Regions from separate parts of the Macaca mulatta genome. Here region 1 is linked to region 2. Evidence: chromatin contacts called from public Hi-C data. All regions are on one chromosome and are shown on one strand. The core of a region is the stretch at or near the end of the contact, and the rest is flanking DNA. Distances in the headings are between cores, read along the strand shown. Region 1 holds the start of ITPRIP (inositol 1,4,5-trisphosphate receptor interacting protein). Region 2 overlaps GSTO2 (glutathione S-transferase omega 2).

Region 1 (6,424 bases), core at 647-3,146, 37 kb after region 2:
CTTGGACTCTGAAAACACCTTCTCCTGCCCAGTTATTATTTTTTGGGGTGGGGGCAGCGGGGCATGGGGGGGTAGGTGAAAGCCAGGGTCTCAACTCTGTCACCCGGATGGAGTGCAGTGGCATGATCCTAGCTCCAACCAAATGATCCCAGCTCTAAGCCTCGAACTCCTGGGCTCAAGCAATCCTCCCACCTCAGTCTCCCAAAGTGCTGGGAAGACAGGCATGAGCCACCCAGCCCAGCCTCTTTCCTGTTGACGGCCACCTGTCTCTGCTGACAGCTGTGAAAGGAAAATACAACCTCAGGACCCCAACCTCAGGATGCCAAAGGGAAAAATTAAGCTTGGGAACTGAGCCATGCAAAAAACAAAACCGAAAACTGGGTTCCTTTTGTTGCCAAACAGATAGCTATAATTTCACATGCTTACTTTATCTTATGTAAAATGTAGAGTTACTGAGCATGAGAAGAATGCACCCAGGGAGAGCAGAGAGTCAGTGTAACTACTTCATGGTTACCCACAAGTGGAGAAAATCTGAAGGCAGAATGGCCTGGAGCAGCAGCAACACACACGAATTAGCAAACAACGAAAGCCACTTAGGCACGTGGGCTGGAGGGAGGACTCAAAAACACAGTCTATTCTGTTCTCATAAGGGGGAAAGACAGCAATCCACTTTTCTGATAATCTATTTTCAGGGCTAACCTGGGCCTAAAACTGCACCAACCACGGATGAACTTTAGCTGGCAGTCAGATAGACTCGGTTTGTAAAAGGCAAGAGCCCTGGGTCATATCCAACAAAAAAAACAAGAAAATAGAACGCGACCCCAATTTAGATCCAAAAGACCGGAGTGCGGATTGCGACCAGTATCTAGTACTCTACTATTTGTGAAATGAGACCAATATCTGGTACTCTACTAGTTGTGAAAGGGTGCTTTTCTCACACCAGGAGAAGGGCAAAAGGCAAAATGAGGTCCCTGCCTGGTTCCGTAAAATATTTTACCTTCCTGGTCGGCGGCAATTTTTTTTTTTTTAAAGAGAAAGCGTTTTGGATAGTGAATCCGGCCCCGGAACTCCTTGAGTCTTCACCTGGCAGCCAGAATGGCGAAGTCACAGGGATGGGGTTGAGGGTGGGGTTAGGGGTGAAGTGGCAGAGTTATTTGCAGCCTCAAGAGCAAGTCTGCATAGCGGGAGGTCTGGTCCACTAACAGTCCCGAAAGAGGAAGCGCCGGGGACTTTATCCGGCCTGAAGCAGCCCCCTAACTTCACTACCAGGAACCGAGAAAAAACAAACTTCACTCCCATTCCTCCCTTACAGAAGGGAGGGAAGGGGAAGGGGAAAAGGGAGCAGCAAATGAGCAGGGCGACCCCGCTTTTCTTTCTGCGGTAGCGCTCTGCTCAGGATGTGAGAAGTAACGGGTCACCTGGGCACTACGAACAAAAAAGTGGTCCCGCTCTGGGCTCCGAGGCTCCGCGCGCCTCGAGGAGGAACTGCCCGCAGCCTAGCTGGAGCGAGCGCCCGCGACGCTTTCCCCCGCACGGCGGGAACGAGACGCGTGACCGCGGGGAGACAATGCGCCCGCCTGGGCACGCGCGCTTTAAGGGGGTCTCCAAAGTCAGCCCCCACCCGGGGGCCGAGCCGGCGCCCGCGATCCCCACACCCTCCTGCGCCCCCTCTCTCGGCAGCCATCTCCCGCACAGCTCCTCCGAGTTCGCGGTCTCCATCGCGCCCTTCTTCCTTTAGTACACTAGGCTGCCCCGGGACTTACGATTGGCCTGGGTCCCGGTCCCGGTCCCCGCCGCGGGAGGACGGCTCCAGCACAGGCTTTGCGCGCGGGTCGGGGGCCGGGGTGCCGCAGCTTGTAGGTGGCTGCGGCGGAGCTTGCGGCCCTGTACTTAGAGGGTCCCGCCTTCTGGCCTACAGCGGCCGGCTCTCAGAGTTACTCATTTCCTGGATGTCACAAAAACTTTTTCCTCCTCAGAAGAACAAAACACCCGCCTCTACTCGCGGCCGCGGAAGCTCCTTAAGGAGGACCGTGTGGGTTTTGGTGGTTGGGCCCAGGGTCCGCCGGGAAGATCTGCCCAGTGGACCCCAGAAACTTCCCCCGCATGGCAGAACTGGAGAGTGACTGGGAGAGACGGAATCAGGCCACTCTAGCAAACTGGAGCGAGTGGACAGGGGCCCGGAGAGGACGCCCTTAAAAGTCGTTCTAAGCAGCGGAGCGGAAGGAGTTAAGTCCTTACAAGTCTGGGAGAGTTTTCTGCGGCGCGTTTTACAAGTGGCGGAATTCATGGGGCCACCTATTTAGTCTCTTGGAGGAAAATATAACTCTAGACATAACGCCAGCCTTTTTCTCTTTTGCAGCTTGAAAGGATTAAAATAACTCGCTTTTTTTTTTTTTTTTTGAGAAGGAGTTTCGCGCTTGTTGCCCAGGCTGGAGAGCAATGGTGGCGCTATCTCCGCTCACTGCAACCTCCGTCTCCCGGGTTCAAGCGATTCTTCTGCCTCAGCCTCTCGAGTAGCTGGGATTACGGGCATGCGCCACCACGCCCGGCTAATTTTGTATTTTTAGTAGAGAAGGGGTTTCTCCATGTTGGTCAGGCTGGTCTCGAACTCCCTACCTCAGGTGATCCGCCCGCCTCGGCCTCCCGAAGCGCCTGGGATTACAGGCGTGAGCCACTGCGCCGACTTTTATGATACTCAGATGCATGGTTGCTTTTCTCCGGGATTAACCGGGCACAAAGGAGAACGGACAGGGGCAGAAGTTTCTGGTTACTGTTGTGACGGTAGATCAAGTGTTACCACCCCTATGTTAGAAACAGACAACTGAGGCCTGGAGGAGCAGCAGCAGCAGCGTTCTGGTCGAGCTTAGTAGTTTATGAAATCCGTAACTTCTACTGTCTTCCTTTTGACCTAGCCAAATCCCTTCATCAGTGGAAAAGGCAGAGAAGGGTTTGAATGAATTCTACATTAAGCGGCTTTGGGGGGCACCAAATGCCAGTGAAGGCACATTGGGGAAATTGGAACACGCTGTCCAAAATGATCACCATTGCTGCTGCTATTTGGTCTCAGATCACCTTCTTTTGGTCTTTTCCTTTAACACTCGCCTAGAAGACTTTTTGGCTGAGTCCAAAAGATAAACAGGCAATGAGAAAATGTTCTAAAAATAGACTCCCTGGCCGTTGGCCCAGGGTACTTGTATTTTCAAGTTTCTACTGCTGCTTAAATTCTTTCCTTACATAAGAGGTTATGGCAGAGTTTTGGGGGTCAGTATGGGTGTTGGAGGTGGTGGGGGCGATCTGGGGAAACAGTCTTGAAAGAGCTATGTATTTCCAAAATGTCTACAAGTTGGTCGGGTGGGTTACTCACACCCTTCACAAAGCAAGTGGGGGAAATTTCTCTGAAGTGAGAGCGCTGGGCTGAGCTTTGTAATCCTTGGGCTAAGAGTTCAGCGTTGTGCTGGAATGCCAAGGTTAGTGCTTCAATGCCCTCTGAGATTGTCATCCCGTCTGCAAAGTAGTTTCAGCAAATTCTAACCAGCCATGTATATTTATGTAAGGAATATTTATTATATTCGTTTTGCTTTTAACCTGATGATTTCACCTTCTGTGATCTGATTGATTCCTGTCTGTTCTAAGGTCCACCGTTCTAAACTGGCATGTAAGTCGTTCATGAACTGGCCTCTACTTATCTCACCAGTCTCGTATCTCACTCTGTGTCCCACACCAAACTCCTTGCAGTTCTTGGAACGTGTGCTTCTCAGAACTTGATATGCTCTTTGATATGCTGTTTGCATGATATGCTTTTTCTCTCCCCTTGGATATTCATATGTACTTTACTTTCTGCCTGCCACAGTCACCCCACCTCCTCCTCCAACCTGTCTCCCCAGTGCACATGCATGTTATTTTGCCGGACTAACTGTATGCTCAGTCTTCCTGTCTCAGAACAGGCAGTTCTCCTTCAGGAAGTCTTCCTTGAACCCCCGTGTCTGGGTTGGACACCCCTCCTGTGTCATTTCTACAGAGCCCTGTGCTAACTCTAGAAATGTTTTTTAAAAGATAGGAAAGTACAGATGTTCAACTTGTGGGAACTTGAGCGGTCAAGAAGTCAGGGAACTCCTGCTTTGAACAGTGAAAGGCTGAATAAAATATATCAACAATGGAAGGGAAGAAAGGTGGTCTCCAGGTGTGAGATAAGTCAAGGGGACTCAAAAGTATGACATGAATATAAGCCCAAATGGCTAAGGACCAGGGGTGAGTACCCACTCAGTGACTGGGGTTAGTATCTATTCAGGCCTTGAGTTCTACAAAGACAGGGATCTGTACTTGAGATCCCTGCCTAAGGCTGGAACCCTGGAAAGGCTGCCCTTTAGTAACAGGAGGATAGAAAACAGCCCTCTTCCCATTGACTCAGGGTCACGGCAAGGAAGCTTGTGGTTTATCGGGGCCCTGGATGAATTTTAAAATGTTTTCTATAGAAATGAAAACCCCTAGCCTGCCTCTACTATGCATAGGTGTGAGCTCCCAATTTATAACACCCATGTGCTGAGGGAATCCTAATGTCAAGAAAAAACACAAAAAACCTGTTTCAAAGTGGTGAATCCCCTTGGCCCTGTCAGAAGCAAATGTAAAATTCCGTTGTTTATCCTGGTCCCTAGCGGAATAAACAACTCCCATTGAAGTTACAATAAGAAATTAAAATGTTTTATGATAAGAAATTAAAATATTCTTTATATTTTTAAAATTATATTAATTTCTTAAAATTAAGAATTATTAATAATCATTAAGCTTATAATGAAAAATTGAAAACCAGACTAGGAAATGAACCACATGAGGGTGTGAACTGGTAAATGTAATAAACAGGAAAATTAGCCCCTTAAGTATCTGAGTTTGAAAAAGAGTATAAAATAGTTATGGTCAAAATATAGAGATAAAATGATAGGACATGGGACTATGAAAAAAGAACAGGTAAATTTGAAAAAGTACAGATATAATATGTAGAAATAAAAAGTTTAGTCATTTACATTTAAAAAACCTCAATGATCGAAATTCTTTTTTATTAAGGCCATTATATCAGTCAAAAATCTAATAAAAATAGCTCATTGAAAAAGGGAAAGAAAAGTAATGTATTAATCTCCTTTATAAATATATAAATTATTTCAGAAATTTAAAATAATATATTAACAAATAGAATTCCAGCAGCACACCAAAGAATATTACATCATTAATAGATCAAAAGAGAAAAACGGAAAGATCATCACCATATATTCTGAAAAGCCATCAGATAAAATTCGTCATTGAAATATAAACAAACCCTCTGTAACATGATAAAAACAAAGGGTAAAGTTCAGCCCCCAAACCAGTGTTATGCTAAAGACAGTGCAAGATATGAATGTCCTCCTTCACCCCTAGTCTTTTTAAAAATTACCAATTAGGAGTATGTTTGGCTGAAAGTAATGGAATACCAGACTGTAATTTTTATAGTGCCTAAGACTATAAAAGGCTTAAACAAATAAGGATTTTTCTCACATAAGAAGCTTGTATATAGATGGCTATTTTGGGTCAGTGCCTTGATAGTTTCAGGGCGGATCAAAGGATATGTGCATTTACTATTTTTATATATATTACAAAATTGCCCTCCAAAGAGATCTCACCAATTTGAACTATTTCGCATAGTATGACAATTGCCTTTTTCTCTACATTGTTGTCAACATTGGGTATTTTCTATTATAACTTTAATTTAGTTTGCTTCTTTTATAGATGAAAAAACCCCTAATCTCAATATTTTGGTTTGCATTTCTTTAATTATGAGTGAGGCTGAACAGAACATCATTATTGGCCACTTTTATGTTTTTATGTATGAAGACTCTTACAACATCCCCCAGTTTTCTATTGGCTTATTTATGTGTACACGTGTGTATGTGAAAGTAGATGGAATTTTCTTTATGATCATTTAAGTGCTAGACGAGGCTTCAAATTCCATAGTGAAAGGTGACTTGTCAGCTGGGTGCGGTGGCTCCTGCCTGTAATCCCACCACTTTGGGAGGCCAAGGTGGGCGGATCACATGAGGTCAGTAGTTTTAGACCAACCTGGCCAACATGGCGAAGCCCCGTCTATACAAAAAAATACAAAAATTAGCCAGGTGTGGTGGTGCATGCCTGTAATTCCAGCTACTCAGGAGGCTGAGGCACGAGAATCGCTTGAACCTGGGAGGTGGAGGTTGCAGTGACCTGAGATCGTGCCACTGCACTCCAGCCTGGGTGATGGAGTGAGACCCTGTCTCAAAAAAAAAAAAAGGGTGACTTGTGACAAAGTCTGAACCAACTGCAGGGCAGCTTCACACCATATCTCAGGAGCACTGGAAATTTTTAAAAGATTAAATACACAGGGACAAATTTCCTGTTCACCCCTATCTGTGGTTATTCCAGT
Region 2 (6,941 bases), core at 1,131-3,630:
CACTTTGCCCGCATTTCTGCAGATAAGACCCCTACTCCAGGAGCCTCCCACAGACGTCAGAACCTGCTGTCCTCACCAGCGCCCCCACGTGGCCGGTCTGAGAGCTGGTGGAGAGTCACAGTCACAGTGCCCAATGCTTCCACCTAGTCCTGCCGGGTCCCCAGTGGACACCATATACCTTAGTCACGTCTCATTGCCGGACGAATCTTCCCCCAGATAGTAATAACCTTATAAAAAAGATCTGTGTAGTAATATATGCTTGGTGTTGGAACACACAAACAAAATGGCAATGAACACTATGGAAGTATGGAAGTGCAGGGACGTTAAAGGTGAAGAAATAGCTGTGTAGGTTCCTGGGCAGAACAGTGAGTGCTCTGTTACTTCAAAGCTCGGAGAAGCTGGACATGTGCAGACGCCCACCCTAATCCAAACCACTCTCATGGTGGGTGCTGGACATTTCTGGCACTTGGAAATCCGGCCCTGCTGAAGCAGAACTGTGTTTGCACCTTCATAACCCGTGGGCTGGAGCCCACCCAGGCACTGTCTCCTGCACTTCCGACTTCAGCTCTCTTTGAAGGAGCTTAGATACAACATACCAGGATATTTAAAACTCAGTCTCAAACATAAAATTTACAAAAGGCGGTATCCTCTGAAGACAGAGCATGGAATCACAGGTTAGGAAACCTCACTTCTAGTCCTGGATTTCCCACAACCCACTCGTATTATCTTCAGCTTATCGCTTTATAAACCCCAGAACTAAATGTCCTGGTGGATCCTTGAAAGAGCCCTGTCAACTCCATGATTTCAAGGTTTCATTATTGTTTTATTCATTTTAAGCATGTTTTGGAAATTATGTCTTTATTTTTTTCTATCCTCTAAAGTAAAATCTGAGAATGATCCAATAATGTTTGTTTCAGAGGGTTGTCTTTTTGTTGGCAAACAGTGAAGCACATGTAAGTTTCTCAAGCTTTAAAAATATATATTTATTAAAAAACAAAAAAACCCAATGACGCACAGACATGTTATTTTCCCAGAGCCATCAGTCCAAAGTATTTCACTGTATTATTAGAAGCAACAACAACTTCTACACATTTGACTTTTCCAAAAATAAGATTTTCCTCCAGTAAATTATCATTCTCACTTGATAGTAAGATAACTGAGATAATGCCCCAAATAAACCCATTTTTCATATCTTGCAAATCTAAAAAGCAATGTGCATCCCCTTTCCTGATGCCTCCCCCTGTGCTGTGCTGACGCTTTTTTTCTGTCTTGCAGCTGTGTGAGCCACACGCCAGCCCTGCGGCTCTGGATATCAGCCATGAAGTGGGACCCCACAGTCTGTGCTCTTCTCACAGATAAGAGCATTTTCCAGGGCTTCTTGAATCTCTATTTTCAGAACAACCCTAATGCCTTTGACTTTGGGCTGTGCTGAGCCTCACCGTCCACCCCTTCACCGTCCAGAATTCCCCAGCTTGTTGGGAGTTTACATCACGGATTGTCTTGGGAATCAACCTGTCTCACTTTCTTTTCTTTGAAGTTCCCAATAAAATGCAAACAGGAAATGTATTCTTCCAATAATCATTTATCTGACTCCTCTAACCCACAGCTGCCGCTGCTGCTGCTTTTTTATTTTTATTTTTTGAGACAAGATCTTGCTTTGTTACCTAGGCTGGAGTGCAGTGGGGCAGTCACGGCTCACTGCAGCCTCGAACTCCTGGGCTCAGTTGATTCTCCCGCCTCAGCCTCCTGAGAAGCTAGGACTACAGGTACGCGTCACCATGCCCAGCTAATGTTTTTTAAAAAATATTGTTGAGACAGGGTCTCACTATGTTGCTCAGGCTGGTCTCCAACTCCTGGTCACTCTGGGTCATCCACCCAACCTGGTCTCCAAAGTGTTGAGATTATAGGCATGAGCCACCTGCCCTGCCTAGTCTGTAGCTTCTGTTTTCTAGAAAGTTCCTGGTGCTAATGTCAGAGCACATTTTGGGTGCCTGTGTGCCTCCTAACTCCTTGGCCTTCAGCCTCGTTTGATCTCCAGATTATTGGTGCAGATGCTGCTGCTGAGGTTCAGGGTCAACCTATGATTGATGCTTGTCACTACAGATTGGCACCCTCCAAAGACCTCCCTGGTGGAAACTTAAGAAGAGGGAGAAGGAAGAAGAAAACACTCCAAGCCCAAATACCTTCCATTTGGCAAATGAATGCTGCTGTCCACGTGGGCGAGCATGAGTGTAATTCTCCAAACTTTGGCCATGGGCCTGGAGACACTGAGGGTCTTGTGACTGGAAAGAATTCCAAAGCAGGAAATGAAACACCGATTTATCACCCAGGACTAACTACGTCAGGATTTCACTGGTGCTGTCAGGGCTCAGGATGTCTCACAAAATGTTCTATAGCCAGCATCCTGCCTTAAAAAAATACACACACCCTAAACCCAGCCACAAGCAAAGGTCATTCCATTGGATTTGCGTCACACTCTCTTCCAATTCCTCTCAACAAATGCCTCTGGTTACCTGTTGTGTACCAAGCCCAGGGGCACACTGGGGATAAAGTTGAAAAAGACACTGGATCTGTCCCTGGGAGCCCCCATCTCTTCACTTACCTTGGTTGAGGTTTTGAACCTAGTGCTTTGGAGCTGCTTGTCTGGTGTGGGGATGCTTGTCTGTGATGGGGCCCCTCTGCCAGCTTCGCCAGGCAGTACCACCCCACTGAAGACAGCAAAGAGCTGAGGATGGCTGGTGCCAACAGGTCCCTTGGGCTGGGAGCATCTACTGCCTCACTGTGGGAGGGGGACCAAGTGTGTCCAGTGCCGTTTCATCTCAGTGTCTGAGGATCAGCCTGTGATCGTTTCAGCTTTGCTCACGCTGGATGCTTTCCCATCCTCCTAGCTGTGCGGAGACACCAGGCAGCAACAGGAGCGATGTTTTGCCTTGTCTGTGCCCCCCAAAGGAGCTGTCTGCCGCCTCTGCCTCTGAGACAGCCCAAACCAGCCCTCCTCTCTCCCCACGTCTCAGCCTGGCTCTGCCATCTGCTGGCTCCGGGTGTATTTTGACCCATGTAAATAGTTACCAGGTGTTACTCTGTGCCAGCTGGACAGAAGCAAGCCTGCTTGGTGAGATGGCCAGAACTTCCAGAAGAGGCACCGCGTGACAGGGGCAGTCTGCCACACCATCTGCTCCGGATGTGGAGCCCTGTTGCCATGGCACCCAAGTTAATGCTGAGTGAGGTCTGTGAATCACCGTTTCCCTGGGATCTTTGCTCAAAAAGAGGGGAATCTTCTCCTGTGGCCTCTCGTAGGACTTAGGAGATTGATCAGCCTTTTGCCGGTACAAATGCTGCATGCTAGTGAGTGCTTGGCGTAAGACCAAAGTTACTACTGATGCAACAGGAAATGGCATGCCTCTGGCTCACCAAAATGAAGGTGTTCTCTTTTGGGGCTCCATACACTAATTTAGAAAGCTTGAAGAACCAGGAATTATAGAATGGAGAAAAGCACTCATGGGGGAGGTTTGCATCCTGGTGGCCTATAGCCCAGTTTGGGATTTGTGTGCCTCTTGGCCAAGCATGCTCCCTGCGGTTTACCAGGGTCCTGGTCACCTGCACGTTCTTACACTTCCTGCATCTCACTTCTTTGTCACTCATCTGACCCACAGAGAAAACTGAGTTGTCAATCTTTGAATAAAACTAGAAGGATGTCGCCTGGAGGAAAGAGGGAAGGAGGTAACTAAATAATGCTCCATGAAGGACTTTTAAAATATGCTTCTTAAATAAATAATACATGTGGAAAGATAATACATATGGATTAAAAATGCAGTAATGTAAAAGAATAGAAAGTCTTCCATTATCTTATGTCCCAGAGATAACCACTTTTACTAATTGGTGTCTACCTTTTTTTTTTCCCTTTTCTTTTAAATAATAGAGATGGGGTCTCGCTATGTTGACCAGGCTGGGCTCAAACTCCTGGCTTCAAGTGATCCTTCCATCTTGGCCTCCCAAAGTGCTGAGATTATAGGTCTGAGTCACCATGCCTGGTAGGTGTCTATCTTATAAAAAGCCCTACACTTAAGGATTTAAAGGTAAGAGCCTGTATGAGGCCATTCTCATGCTGCTATAAAGAACTGCCCAAGACTGGGTAATTTATAAAGGAAAGAGGTTTAATTGACTCACAATTCCGCATGACTGGGGAGGCCTCAGGAAACTTTCAATCATGGTGGAAGGGGAAGCAAACACGTCCTTCTGCACAAGGTGGCAGAAGAGAGAAGTACAGAGCCAAGGAGGGAAAAACTCCTTATAAAACCATTAGATCTCGTGAGAACTCACTCACTATCACGAGAACAGCATAAGGAAAACACCCCCACAATCTAATCACCTCCCTTGAGGTCCCTCCTCCAACATGTGGGCATTGTAATTCAGATTAAAATTCAAGATGAGATTTTGGGTGGAGCACAGCCAAACCATATCAGAGCCATTCTCTATCTTTTGCAGATTGGAAAAAGAAAAAAAAAAAAAAAGTTTAAACCACAGCATTTAAAAGAAGTCGTTGTCATAGATGATGTTAACATCAGAATGGAGGTTGTGTGGAGTTCCCCTCCTTGGAGGTTCTGAACTACAGCCTATCCTGGACTGAGTCCAGTTACAATCTAATATGGCTAGGGGGAGGAGGCAGCATGATGGGGCTGGGCTTGTGTGGCTGGGACAGCTGGCTGTGGTCATGGTGCTGGTGCTGGAGACTAAGTGGTACTTGAAATTTCTTTTAGATCTAAAATTCTGTGATATGGTTTGGATCTGTGACCCCCCCAAATTTCTTGTTGAAATTAATCCCCAGTGCTGGTAGGAGGTGATTGGATCATGGGGGCGGATTTTTCATGAATGGTTTAGCACCATTCTCTTGGTGCTGTTCTCATGATAGTAAGTTCTCATGAGATCTGGTTGTTTAAGTGTGCAGCATCTCCCTGACCCCTCTTGCTCCTGCTCCCACCATGGGAGATGCCTGGCTCCCCCTTTGCCTTTTGCCATGAGTGGAAGCTTCCTGAGGGCTCTCCAGAAGCAGAAGCTACTGTACTTCTCGTACAGCCTGCAGAACCATGAGCCAATTGAACCTCTTTTTAAAAAAACTTTAAGTTCAGGGGTACATGTGCAGGATGTGCAAGTTTGTTACATAGGTAAACATGTGTCATGGGGTTTGTTATACAGATTATTTCATCACCCAGATATTAAGTCTAGTATCCATTAGTTATTTTTCCTGATCCTCCCCCTCCTCCCACCCTGCACCCTCCAATAGGCCTCAGTGTGTGTTGTTACCCTCCATATGTCCATTGTTCTCATCATTTAGCTCCCACTTATAAGTGAGAACACGCAGTTTTTGTAAACCTGTTTTCTTTATCAATTGCCTAGTTTCAGGTGTTTCCTTTTAGCAGTGTGAGAACAGACTAATACAGAAAATTGGTACTGAGGAGTGGGGCATTGCTATAAAGATGCCTGAAAACGTGGAAGTGACTTTGGAACTGGGTAATGGGCAGAGGTTGGAAGAGTGTGGAGGGCTCCAAAGAAGACAGGAAGATGAGGGAAAGTTTAGAATTTCCTAGAGTCTGGTTGTATAGTTATGACCAAAATGCTAGTAGTGATATGGACAGTGAAGGCCAGGCTGAGGAGGTGATGGAAATGAGGAGCTTATTGAGAACTGGAGCAAGGGTCACTTTTGTTATACTTTAGCAAAGAACTTGACTGCATTGTGCCCCTGGCCTGGGGACCTGTGGAACTTTGAGCTTGAGCGTGATGATTTTAGGGTATCTGGCAGAAAAAATTTCGAAGCAGCAAAGCATTCAAGATGTGCCCTGGCTGCTTCCAACAACCTATGCTCATATGTGTGAGCAAAGAAAAGACATTAAATTGGAACTTACATTTACAGGGGAAGCAGAGCATAAATGTTTGAAGAATTTGCAGCCCCCTATGTGGTAGAAAAGAAGAGCCCATTTTCAGGGGAGGAATTCAAGCAGGCTGCAGAAATTTGCGTAAGTAAAAAGAAGCCAAGTGCTAATAGCCAAGAAAATGGGGAAAAGGCCTTGAAGGCATTTCAGAGACCTTTGTGGCAGCCCCTCCCATCACAGACTCAGAGGCCTAGGAGGACAGAATGACTCTGAGTATTAAAGTAGATTTAATCTAAATCATAAAGTACGAGCTAGAGCATTCCCTCCAGTGCTGCAAAGACTGCCTGCATGTGGTTCCCACATTGTTCCTTGGAGCTTTGGTGGTGGGGGTGGTGGTGGGGGCAGGTGTTATTTTTCTTGGTTTCTCACCTTCAGGTTTCCTTACCCATGTTTCCTTTGTCAGAGTCATTGGCCTTGATGGAGGGGGGACTGGGTTACTCTGAGTTGAGAACCAAGCTTGACTCCCCTGTGGTTTATAGCAGCCTAGCTTAGTTTGTTGTCTGAAGTCTTCACAAATAACCAAATATCCAGCCCAATGCAGTTCTCATTGAGTAATCTCCAGTTCCCACCCCCTGCCACACACACACACTGAACACTGTGCCCACTTGGGAGACCCATTTCCCATTTATTGTCATCTTTGAGTGCCTGGAAGGCTGAACATTTGATCTTTTCAAACATTTTGCTCTCATCTGACCTGTTAGAGCTCTTGAGCCTTTGAAAATGCCATTTCCTCTACATACTATTCTTCCTCAGAGCAGCCCTATGTTTTTTTTCCCAACCAGTCTTTTCTCTTGCAGAGTTCAGATCAAAACTCTTCTTTATGTAAAGAGAAGTGGTGTGCTATAGGGGTTACAAACAGGGCTTCAAGGTCAGCGTTGGGTTCAAATTCCGGCTTTGCAACTTAAGTTTCTTGAGTAAGTTGCTTCACTTCTATCAGACTCAGTTTCTTATCTGTAAAATGGGACTGCTTAGTACCTATTTCACAGGGCTGTTAATTAATGATGGGCTCATCTA

Evidence for each region. Hi-C and Micro-C count contacts between places; a contact is called where the count stands out from the background.
Region 1: a contact with region 2 is called in a Hi-C map of cortical neurons, with 4 times the contacts expected there. The contact joins the promoter of ITPRIP here to the enhancer-like site in region 2. A contact is called at or near these places in 7 of 14 Hi-C or Micro-C datasets (CD4 T cells, blood, cortical neurons and 3 more) and 1 of 4 datasets of contacts at active chromatin or transcription factors (radial glia).

What each region holds. Positions count from the first base shown.
Region 1 is chr9:116,507,556-116,513,979 of T2T-MMU8v2.0, forward strand. ITPRIP (inositol 1,4,5-trisphosphate receptor interacting protein) reads right to left here and starts at 1,897. Exons shown (of 3, transcript XM_077947478.1): 1 at 1,764-1,897. CFAP58 (cilia and flagella associated protein 58) reads left to right here and starts at 1,022. Exons shown (of 18, transcript XM_077947472.1): 1 at 1,022-2,142. The coding sequence starts at 2,104.
Region 2 is chr9:116,469,916-116,476,856 of T2T-MMU8v2.0, forward strand. GSTO2 (glutathione S-transferase omega 2) reads left to right here. Exons shown (of 6, transcript NM_001289962.1): 6 at 1,276-1,484. The coding sequence ends at 1,432. Among named protein-coding and RNA genes, the nearest start is that of GSTO2, 25 kb to the left of the region's middle. Within about 2 kb of position 2,381, at least 19 of the 40 cell types and tissues checked have an H3K27ac peak or open chromatin away from gene starts, as enhancers often do. A contact at or near this core is called in cortical neurons, fetal cortex germinal zone and fetal cortical plate, where this site is marked.